Linked DNA regions of Sus scrofa: region 2 is linked to region 1. Evidence: chromatin contacts called from public Hi-C data. All regions are on one chromosome and are shown on one strand. The core of a region is the stretch at or near the end of the contact, and the rest is flanking DNA. Distances in the headings are between cores, read along the strand shown.

Region 1 (6,010 bases), core at 2,484-4,983:
CTTTCTGTTTCTTTGACATTGACTATTTTAGATAGATGCTTCATGTGAATGAAGTCCTGCAGTATTTGTCCTTTTGGATCTAGCTTATTTCACTGAGCATAAAGTCCTTGAGGTTCATCCATGTTGTAGCATGTGACAAGATTTCCTTCTTTTTAAAGACTGCATAATATTCCATTGAATGGATAGACCACATTTTCTTTATCCATTCATGTGTCAATGGACACTTGGGTTGCTTCCACTTCTTGGCTGTTGTGAATAGTGCTGTAGTGAACATGGATGTGCAAATATCTCTTGAAGATCCTGCTTTGAATTCTTTTGGATATATGCCCAGAAGTGGGACTGCCAGATCACATGGTAGCTCTAGTTTTAATTTTTTGAGGAAACTCCATACTGTTTACCATAATGGCTGCAGCATTTTACACTTCCACCATCAGTGCACAGAGATTCCAACTTCTCCGCATCCTTACCAACACTTGCTATTTTTTGTTCTTTTGATAGCAGCATCCTAACAGGTATGAGGTTTTATCTCATTGTGATTTTTATTGGCATTTCTTGTGACGTGCATCTTTTCTTATGTGTCTTGGCCATTTATATGGATCTTCTTTGGAGAATCGTCTACTCAAGTCCTTTGCCCATTTTTTAATTGGGTTATATGTTTTGTTGCTGTTGAGTTGTAGAGATTCCTTACATATGCCTTATGTTAATCCCTTATCAGATATATGATTTGTAAATATTTTCTCTCACTCTGTAGGTTGCCTTTTCATTCTGTTGATTGTTTCCCTTGATGCACAGAAGTTTTTTGGGTTTTTTTTGTTTTTTTTTTTTTTTGTCTTTTTGCCTTTTCTTGGCCAGCTCCTGCAGCATATGGAGGTTCCTAGGCTAGGGGTCCAATCAGAGCTGCAGCCGCAGGCCTACACCACAGCCACAGCAACTCAGGATCCAAGCTGCGTCTGCAACCTGCACCACAGCTAACGGCAATGCCAGATCCTTAACCCACTGAGCAAGGCCAGGGATTGAACCCGCAACCTCATGGTTCCTAGTCAGATTCGTTAACCACTGCGCCACGACAGAAATTCCCACAGAAGTTTTTGAGCTTGATGTAATCTCTTTTGTCTATATTTGCATTTGTTGCCTATGCTTTTGGTGTCATATCCACGAAATCTTTGCCAACTCCGATGTCCTGGAGCTTTCCCCCTATGTTTCTTCTAAAAGTTCTATCATTTAAGGTCTTACATTTAGGTCTTTAATTCACTTTGAGTTCACTTTTGTATCTGGTGTAAGCTCAGGGTCCAAATTCATTCTTTTGCGTGTAGTCACCCAGTTTTCCCAACCCCACTTGTTGAAGAGACTATCATTTCCCTTGTGTCAGTAATCACTGATTTCTAAGTCAGGGCTTAAATGCACAAGGGTAGCAGTGGTAGTGGTGGAGAAGGGGGTTTGTTAGCAGTCTCTGGGCCCCAGGGGCCTTTCAGATAATTCCCTTCCTCAGTTTGCCTGGGTATGGAAACATGGGACTGGCCATGTAAGTGTTGAAGAGCTCCAGGCAGTCCAGTACACATGCCCCTCTTCTTCTGATTAAGAACTTAGAACCAACGGAGGAAAGGATTCATTACATTGGTTAGAAGGGATAGCCAAGTCAGATAGAGAGCATTTCGCCCATGCAGGATAGAGACACTTCGTCCATAGGTGTCTGCTTGACAAATGTGGACTTTGCTCCCACCACGTTTTGGCAAAGCAGAGCACGCCTATGAGCGTTCCAGAGGCTCACACACCTGGCTGCCAGGTACCGAGGAAGAAGTGTTGGCTATCCTGTACCCGGACAGTCTGGGAATCTGCCTGCAGTCTGCACACCCATTTGAAAGGCCTCCCTGGGGGAAAGGGGAGGAGGAGCAGCTGGAGAGAAGGAGGGAAGAAGGACAGACAGTTTACATGGAAGGCAGCAAGCACAGATGTTTGCAGCAGCAGATGGAAGCCTGCAGCAGAGCCCTCCACGGTCCCCCTGGTCCTGCAAGGGGAAGTGAGAGCATGGGGGAGGCTGGCCAGGTTCCTTTCGAGCTGCAGCTTGGAGCAGTAGCATCCATCTCTGAGTGTGTAGCATGTACATCTGCTCCTCCCCTCCCAAGTATTGATCCAAGGCTGAGAGTATTCAGGCATCTCAGAGAGCCAGGTCTTTGCTTCAGGCTTACTAGTGCTTCTGAACGATTGTTGCCCAGGGGCTGTGCTGCTACATTTCTGAACATCCACCCAGGAGGGCCGCCAAGCCATCACTTTGGCTGCTAAGTGGATGAGGGAGCGGCCCAGGGCATCCAGACTTTCCTGCTGGACAAGACCATTCACAGGCCGCTCAGCCTTTCAGAACCCCATAACTAGGACTGTTTAGGTCAAATGGAGGAAGAAAGAGGCCCAGAAGCAAAGCCTGAGCATCCTTGGTATAGCAGACCTTATATCCCTTACTCTCAGTGAAGGCATTATTCCCTGGCAGACAAACCAGCATTGGGTGGGGGTGGGAGGTGAGTAGGGGCAGCGGGGGACAGCAGGTACCACCACTCTCTTGTGTTTACACCAAAGCATCACTTCCCCATCAGCATCTCTACTGTACTTCAGAATCCTCAACCCAGCTCTCCAGGAAGCTATCACTGGCCAGTTGGCATTGGTCCTGGAGAGGGAGGGCTATCTTCTAGTGTGCTGACCCTGGCTCTGCCTCTGTCTCTGTGGCCCTGGAGGAGTCCCTCCACCCTGGGGACCTTAGTTGTCCCAGCTGGAAGAAATAGGAAAACTACTCTACCCCAAGTATGTGTTCACTCTTTGCACAGCAGCTGGAAAAAAAGCCCAGAAATTCCTACTCCCCAGTTCGTTGTGGTCTGGAACCTGGGAAATGTGGGAAATTGTCTCACACTGAGTTGAAAGGGAAGGTGTGGAGCAGGGGTATGTATGTCCTACACCAGCAGTGACCAGGGAGATCACAGCAATGATGATAAAAGCCACCCCCTCAGGGTGCCTGCGTGGGCCAGCCTCATCTGAACACTCTGAATGTGTAGGTTCATTCAATGCCCCCAGTCACCCTGGAGCTAACCCTGGGAACCTTCCCTATTCCATACATGAGGAAATGGACTCTCAGCCAGATTAACTCGTCCCCACAGCTACTGCTGCCATTACTACTGCTGGGCCAGGACCAGGTTGCAGGGACGCTGGGTGCATGCTTCTAACCACTGTCCTATGCTGCAAAACAAACAAACTGAGAACCAAAAGCCATTTTTTACCAGCAGACTGATGACAAATAACAGATTTGATATAATCAATTGCAATGAGGCAGTAATGCAGGGCCTGCATCAAATTACATCCAGGAAGGCCTGGAAGGCTAGGACTGGGGTAGAGGTGGGGGGAACTTTCACCTTATTTTTGTTTATTTTGTAAAAGTACACATGACTTGGGTTCATAACTCATTAAAGAGAAAGAGAAGTGAAGATGGTCAGGGGAAGAGAACCAAAGAAAAAGAGGAGGGTTTTCAGAATCCAGAACTACATTTGCATGTGACCTCTTGGTTGCAGAAATTCTGATGGGTCGAGTCTTGGTGGTGCTTGTTCTTGTCTCCAGCGCACATTTATTTACTGAGGACCCTTACATTCCAGGCTCTGGGTTGGGCTCCCTGCTCTTTCCATTGCAGACCCAGGGTGTGTCCTGACGGTCCTGTCTCACATCCGTCTCCATTCTGTGTGCCTCTGTGGTGATGAGGTCATGGCCACATACAGGGAGGAGCCGGTTCACCCCTCAGCTCCATTTGTGATGGGCTGTTCCCCCAGAGCAGCTGCTGCAACAACATTTACTTTGTGCAGCAGCCAAGTGAGAGAGAGGGGGAGAGAGAGAGAGAGAGAGAGAGAGAGAGAGGCTGCAAGACTGAGCGCTCATGAGCCTACCCCATTCCAAAATGTTTCTGACAAAATCTGGCACTCCTGGTTCTAATCAAAATACTGAACTTTGGAACAAATTAACATTCCACAGCCCTTGCAGGGAAGGAGTACTCAGCCGAGACAACTTCAATTCACAACCACAACAAAAATAGCTTCTCCCGGGGAAGACACAGTCTGCTAACAAGGTCACTTTTGTTTTGCTTCCCCTGCCATCTGGCTGAGTGGCACCAGGGGCTGGATTTGGTACTGGCTTCTTCTGCCGAGAGTGGATGGGAGCCGGGTGGCACTGCAGAAGGCTTCTCAGTCTCCTGGCAAAGGGTGCCGGCACAAAGTTACCTTCAGACACCCCCCAGAAAGCTCGCGGGCAGATGGAGCCCTGCTTTCACCCAGCCCAGCTCTGCTCTGAGCTCGGAATGTGCAGAAGGTGTGACACCAGCAGACAGCAACAAGCAGGTGGGAATCAGAGGAGAGCGAAAAACACGACAGGATGGGAAAGCTATCTTCGTCTTGTAATGCTCGCTCCGGCGAGTCGGGAGTCTGAGTTCCAGAAGGCGAACAAAGAAGGCGAAGCAAAGAGTTTGGGTTTGGGGTTTGATTTTTTTTCTTTTTTTCTCTTCCCTTCTACTTGTGAGATTCAGCCGCTTTCAATCATTGATCAGGGACGTTCAGTAACCTCCCTTGGCCTCAGTTTTCTCGTCTATAGGATAGGAACCACCTGCAGGTGCGCCTGGCTGGGCTTCTCGGAGAACATGCATGCACTCTGACCTGGTAGCACAGGAGGGGTTCCTTGTAGATGGTCTAGAAAGACCCCCACCCCCTCCGCTCCTTGGACAGCCCCCTGCAGAACTTCCCATGATGTAAATAGCCTGTCAAGAGTTTCTTCATTCGTAAGGCGTAGAGCTGGAATTTGAGCAGAAGTGTTTTGCTTACAAAGAGGCTGCTCCTTCTTCTATATGATTTTCAATCATTTAAAATAGGATAAAAAACCATGCATATCCAAAAGGGGTTCATGATCTACTAAAACCATGCCCCTCCTACAAGCAGTCCAGGGATCCTGAATATCATAGCAGACCTGCTGGGAAAACAAAACAAACAAAGCTTTAGTAAAATGGAGAAGGAATTTTTAAAGTGACCCCAAACCTCCCTACCCTTAAACGAAGGAAAATAAGTTCATTAGAGCATCTCTTTTATGATTCCCCCCCCCAAATAAAAAAAACATATGGACTTTGGTTTCAGGTGAGTTGAATCTGGTCTCTGAGGATTTGGTGGAATGAGGCTGGTGAAGGTCCCTAGGACTCTGAGGTTGTGTCATTGCTGCCCTTGGCTTGGGAGGGGTGAGCAAGGGAGCCCTGAGCCCCACTGCTGCATGTGGTTCCCGAATCAGAACTGAGCTGATTCTATCAGGCATAGAAGAGCCCTGGGGCTATTTGCAAGTGTTAATTGTTATTAGGACTGAGCCCCTCTCTGCTGCTAGTACTGTGGGCTTTCTTCTCCAAGTAGCATGGGGAAGACTTTGCCCTGCTCCCCAGAGGGGACTATGGGGGGCAGGCCACTGAGTATTAATTTTCTACTAGGCATCATGCTCAGCTCATGGTAAACAGCAAAGAAGAGAGATGTAGCATTTGCCCTCAGAAGGCTTTCAGTCTTGTAGGGAGCTAGACATTTAACTTAGAGAACGGTGCAGGGGTGAGTGGGGGAAGAGACTGAGATTTTAGGTAGAGAAACACGGGCCATCAGAACATCTTGAAACAGGAAAGAACACCGGTGGCTCCAGAATTTTCTGTCTCAGGGACACATATTGATAACCTGTCTTTTTTTAAAAAAAGTTTTATTGAGGTATAGTTGATTTACAAGGTTGTGATAATTTCTGCTGTACAGCAGTCATTCAGTCATATATATGTATATATCTATTCTCTTTCGGATTCTTTTCCCACATAGATTATCACAGAATAGTGTGTAGAGTTCTCTGTGCTATACGCAGGTCCCCATTGGCCAGTCATTCCATATACCTCAGTGTGCGTATGCCAGTCCCAAACTCCCAGTCCATCCCTCCCACCTACCCACCTGTCCCCTTTGGTGGCCATAAGTTTTTCAAAGTCTGT
Region 2 (6,010 bases), core at 2,189-4,688, 100 kb after region 1:
TGGAAGTAAATTTACTTTTCCTGTGTGATTACTGATTAACCTCCATCTTCTTGACTTAACTACAACCTCCCCCAAGGCAGGGACAATTCTACTTTTGCTTCCCACTGTATCCCCAGCACTTAGCACAGTCCCAGGTAGATTCTAGGTGCTCAATAAATACTTTGTGGATGAACAATGAATAATTTCCAAGTTTGGGTCCTATATCCTTATGACTTTCCCTTTTCTTTTTATCGCTGCTCAGTGGAGTTGGTAGATCTCAGGAAATTAGAAGCTGAAAAGCCTGCTTTATCCATAAGGAATTTGGAGGCTGATGGGGTTCTGGTTGCAGAATTCATACTTACTAACATCTCCCTTCAGAGCCATGATTCTGGCACGGGATTCTGGGTCTTGCATAGGAATTGTGCCGATTCTACCCCGCAGTGCTGCTGAAGGTTTAGGAACTTGAAATATATATGCTTGGTGTAAACATGACCCCAGCATGACAGCGTGATCCCTGTGTTTGCCAAGCCATTAATTTTTATGTAATAACAGCCACCACAACAAACTGCATTTCCCCCACATTCTGAATCTTTCTTAAGGTCAGATCTATGGGGTTGTGTGAGACAAGCACCTTATAAACTAGACTGTAGTGGTGAGTTCTCTGTGTTTACAGCTCTGCTCCTACACACAGCTCCAAAGAGCTGAAAATAGGGGATTAAAAATTCATGCAGCTACTCTCTTCCAAGGAATTCCAAATGCTTAGAAGATGATTTTTCTCCTGTGAAGTCATTAGCTTTTGGATATCACCAAGTCCATCTCAAAGACAGGGAAACAGAGGCCCAGAGATATGAAGCAACTTTGCCCCCCGCCCCATAAGGGAGCCTCAGGCTCAGGCAAAGAGCCCCCTCTCGCCCATCTTTCTAGCCCATGGCCTCTCCATTAGCTTGATTAAGACAATTGATTTATTCATTCTTGGTGGTTGAGAGGGGGGGAAAAAAACAATAAACCAACATGCCATTTGTGTGATATAAATATCTCTGGAAAAAGCTTAAAAACATTGTGTCATACATATTTTCTTAATACCACAGTCAATCACACATGTCCAAGTGCACAGTTCCATCAGCCAAGGTAGGGGGTGTGGGGGGAGACCCAGGACAGACTTAGCTCTGAATCCTCAGTCCCAGTTCAGGACACACTGGCCGTTTTCTCCTTAGCATATTGCCTTTAAAGAACCTCCTAGAGGTCTTAGAAGCCTGATATTGGGCCAGAACATGAGTCGGCAGGAAAGCCAGGATGCTGGGATGCCTGTCAAACTGGCCAATTCTCAAGGAAAAGATGGGGATGGCACTTTCTCACTGAGCATGCTGCCTGAACTCATCGAAGAATCTGGATCACAATGTGGTTCCCCTTCCCCCACTCCCACGCAGCACCCCCATCATCAAAGAGCCTTTAATCCCAGTGATTCTACTGTTAGGAATTTAGCCCAAGGAAATAATTAAAGACATGTAAAAAGATTTAGTGACAGGATGTTCCTCACAACACGTAGACTATGGTGAAAGATTAGAGACAGCTTCCACAGCGAACCGACCATAGGTGATTGATAAGAAAATTATGTGGTCCCTCCCTCAAGGCCATGCTCAAGTTTAAAAAGAAAAAAGACTGAAAGGAAACAAAACCAAGACATCCACAGAGCTTGCATTTGGGTGTGGAAATATGGGTCATTTCTTCCTTTCCTATAGTAAGCTTTTGTTTTTAGATGATCTCTTCAAAACCATCTTACATTTGGTTGACTCTAATAGAAATGTTGTGCAATCACTACGATTTAGAAGTTATAAGTGGAACAGGAAGAGACATCAGTAAAGGCCTGGAGGCAAATGGTGTCAGGGAGGAAGCAGCCGGACTGCAGTGGGGGATTCCAAAGGCTGAATGCTGAGAAATGCAGTGGCTTTGTGGGTTGTGGACAGACTGTGAATCTTTTGAAAGCCAAGGAGAGGAAGGCACACTGGATATGATAGGCAGCTGTTTCTTGAACAAGATAAGACATGGGCAATTCTATGTAAGACCAAGAAGAAACAGTCCAAGCAATGACTGAGCTGAGAGTGAAGCTGGTAGTCACACAATTCTTTTATGGAAGGATCTGATTTCATTGGTTTGGGGTAAAGGGTTTTGAAGATGAATAGAACTCTAAAGTCTTGAGGTTGCTTCCATTTTACAGATAGGACAACTACAGCCCAAAGAGTTAAATAAAGTGTTCCAGGCTCACAGCAAGGTGGTGGCCAAGTTGGGACTGGCAACCAAATGTCCTTAATCCCAGCTGCAGTCCCAGCCTACATCTTTGCTGCCAGGGATTCCAATTCTGAGATGTTAATCACATGTACAACCTTCCAGAAGAACCAAAGACCCTGGCTTACTTCCTGGAGTCTCACCTAAACCTCCATCTGTTCTTTCATCTGTCCATCTATTCATCCAACACTTAGGCACCTAATGGGAGACAGATATGCTAAGTGTTAGGGTGGGAGTAGAGAAGAGATGACGATGGCACATAGTAGGTGCTCAATAGATAGTTGTGGAAGGGAAGGAGGTTGGGAGAGAAGGAAAGAAGAGGGAGCTCCCGTCGTGGCTCAGCGGAAACAAATCTGAGTAGCATTCATGAGGATGCAGGTTTGATCCCTGGCCTCACTCAGTGGGTTAAGGATCTGGCATACCATGAGCCTGTGGTGTAGGTCACAGATGTGGCTAGGATGTGGCATTGCTGTGGCTGTGGCGTAGGAAGGCAGCCACAGTTCCGATTTGACCCCTAGCCTGGGAATCTTCATTTGCTGCGGGTGCAGCCCTAAAAAGCAAAAAAAAAGGAAGAAAAGAAGAATAGTCCCTACCCTCAAGTCACACAAGATCTAATTTGGGAAACAGATACAACCTTATATGTGAGATGAAAGCATAGCAATTAAAATTTCCCCTTTTTCCCCATATTTATTAAACCCAAAATGGCCAGGAGGGATCTGGAAGGAGAAAACCAGGAATCACCAAGCGTCCATAAAGAACAGATTTGTTAGTTTGACAACTTTGACTTCTTTTTCAAACTCCAGCAACTTGGTTTGATTTTCCTTTGGCCACTGGTCCCAGGGTCCTTGGCTCTGGTCTGAAGTGGGGAGGGCCAAGCTCAAGCCACAGTCAGGCCCTCCCATCAGCCCCACCCTTCTCCATTTCCCTTTTCCAGTTATTCAGGCTTCTCAGGCCATTGCAACCTCCTGTTGCCAAATGAACATAAATCAAGAGGCCACAGCTCCAGGCTCTTTGAGAAACAGGGAATTTGCGGAGCCTTTCCAAAGGGGTGCATGGGGAAGGAAGGGGAAGAGGCATAAGGAAAAAGTTCCATGTGGTTCCTTTAATCACTGGGTGGAAGGAGAGAGGAGAAAGTTCAAACAGAGCCATGCAAGCCAGGCTGGGAAGCCAGCTCTGAGCTCCACTGTTTAAGCAACTGCTGTTGGCATCACCGAGGTTTGTCTTGGCCCAAACCTGTCCTGGGAAACAAGAGAAGCTCACGCTCTTGGAATTCGCTCCCTTAACGATTCACTCAGCAACTCAGCTTTGGTGGACAATTAAAAAAAAGAAGAAAGAAAAGCCATGGAACCGATGTTAAATGTGCGCTTCCCTAACTCATCAGCTCGTACTGGGCTGGGAGAAAGAGAGCAACTTTCTCTCTCAGCCGTGAATAGCCCCTTCCTAGAGTGGGATTCCAGGTGAGACAGAGAGAAGCAGTGATCTGGAACATTCTGATTCAAAAACTATCCGTTGTACTCTACAGGATTTGGAGAGAGGCACTCGATAAACAATGAAAGTGCAAGGTGGCTCTCAAACAGTTGTCTTTTATGGAGTGCTTTTCATGCACTGGCGCTGTACCAGAACTTTCCATCCTTTGTCTCACTGGGGCCTCACAGCCACCCCACCAGGGCATATGCTTCAGCCTCACCACACAGGTGAGAGAGCTGGGTCCTGGTCCCTTACTGACCTGCCCAGAGACACACAGCTAATGAGTGGGAGCATCTGACTGTGCATCCAATCCCCTGTGATGCTTCTACCCCAGCCATGCTCTTGACTACCCTGCCCTCCTGCCTTTATTTATTGCTTCATCTCCACCTGTCATCACCATGTCCTCTCAGAGATGTAGAAGAACTGAACAGGTGTGTGCTCAATCACAGAACAAGATAGGACAGCGACCCCAGGCAGTGTCTTCCCAGCTGGGTTACTGAGGTTCTTAGCAGCCCTGGATGCTTGTGGAAAGTAGTAGTGTGTGGAAAAGCCACTTGATTAATAGGGTCCAAAATCTGGCATCCTGAGACCCCTTGCAGATGTGTAGATGGAAATTAGGGGTCCATGAATTTAGCTGGGGAAAAAAATAACGTTTACTTTCACTCACCTCTAGTAGAAAGGCAGCATTTTCTTCTCTGAGGAATGCAGGTGATAAACCTCTGTAGCATCAGCAGTTCCTGTGACTTCAGCAGGAACTGACACGTGCAGATGGCAGAGACTTTCCTATCACTAACAGTCCTTGCAGAGATATCAAAATATTGTTTGTGCTCCTCACAACTTAAAAATTGCAGTAGGACAAAGCCCAGTGGCTAGATCTTGATACTTACGACATAATAAAAGAAGCTCAAATAGTACTATTTCACAAACTCGGGTTTTCATATTTTGATACCTGTATTACAGTATAATTGGTTTCCTTTGCAATCCTATGTGCTTTATTTTATGCATGTAAAAGCTTGATTCCAAAAAGGGGTCCCTAGCCGTCACCAAATTGCCCAAAAGGCCATTGCCCATGCCTGGGAAGCTAAGGTAGAGCTCCTGTTCTTCAAAGGTGTGCAGCCTAATTGGAGAAGAGACAGATACACAGATTAATATGTAAGATGCCAAGTTCCCCCCCAAAAAATATGTGTGTGTGTGTGCGCATATGTAAGATGCAACCTTAGGTGTAAAAGAAGAAGTAACCTCTTTGAGGACCAGAATTGCATTTAAAAAATATATATATGTATGCTCTTGGGGTATGGGAAATATATGTATATATATTTATATACTCTTATATCCATAGCACCCAAAACAGTGCCTGATAGTCAGTAGTGATATGTCATTAATAAACAGAGCAAAATGCATGAGTTCTGCCTGTCAACTTGGGTTGCTAGCCACTTACAAGACAAGTGATCTTGGGCCTGTGATGATGATCTTTTTTTGCCTTGATTTCCTCATTTGGAAGAGGGACTTAACAAAACATTTTTCTCAATGTCATCAACACAATCCAACACAATGAACAATGTGCACACACCTGGCATGGTCTTGGGCTCATCATAAGGGTCAGGTCAGAATGAGAGTAGCCCCTATGGCCCCCCCAAAGCTGTCTTTTCTGGGCGATCAACTTTGAGGAACCTGCCCAACAGGCTCCACCCCTGAGGTGTAGTGAGTCACCCTGGGAGGGTCTGCATCAGAGCTCAAGGCTGAGAAATCAGTTGGGTCTGTCTGCCCCTTTTGCTGCCTCTCGGATAGCCCAGATGCCCTGCACACCTCCATTGAGAAAGCACTGCCTCCATGGTCCCGCATGGAGGCAGGGTGGGGTGGGTGGAGGAAGAACTGGACAATTGTGTCCCTCAACCTTCTGCCCTGCTGCACGCCCGGGTGGTATGATCTGTGATTGGAGAACGCCTGCCTTATCTTGCCAGGGATTGCTTCACAACTCTTATGCTCACACATTTGCTTGGAAGATGTCTCTGTCTGCAAGGGCTGGTAAGAACCTGGAACAGCCTTTGAAGGTATCCAGCCAACTGAATTTAATTAAACCGCAGTTCCAGAAGCCAGCAGCATTTTCCTAAGAAAGCAGTACAATTTCTGAAAGTCCCCTGACACTTCTGTGCAGCCCATTTCCTGTGCTTCAGACTATGTCATAAAACTGTCCATAGGGTGCTTTTCTTTGATGATGGAACCGGTTGGCAAGATTTTTTTTTGTAATTCAACATCACTGTCTCATCTTTCTTCAGTTGGG

Evidence for each region. Hi-C and Micro-C count contacts between places; a contact is called where the count stands out from the background.
Region 2: a contact with region 1 is called in a Hi-C map of liver, with 4 times the contacts expected there. The contact joins two enhancer-like sites. A contact is called at or near these places in 5 of 47 Hi-C or Micro-C datasets (alveolar macrophages, embryonic fibroblasts, fibroblasts and 2 more).

The regions. Positions count from the first base shown.
Region 1 is chr14:35,761,153-35,767,162 of Sscrofa11.1, forward strand. All of the region lies in intron 4 of C14H12orf49 (UPF0454 protein C12orf49 homolog), which reads left to right. Among named protein-coding and RNA genes, the nearest start is that of C14H12orf49, 58 kb to the left of the region's middle. Within about 2 kb of position 3,734, at least 33 of the 83 cell types and tissues checked have an H3K27ac peak or open chromatin away from gene starts, as enhancers often do. A contact at or near this core is called in liver, where this site is marked.
Region 2 is chr14:35,863,748-35,869,757 of Sscrofa11.1, forward strand. The region is part of intron 4 of C14H12orf49 (UPF0454 protein C12orf49 homolog); the gene reads left to right. Among named protein-coding and RNA genes, the nearest start is that of C14H12orf49, 160 kb to the left of the region's middle. Within about 2 kb of position 3,439, at least 19 of the 83 cell types and tissues checked have an H3K27ac peak or open chromatin away from gene starts, as enhancers often do. A contact at or near this core is called in liver, where this site is marked.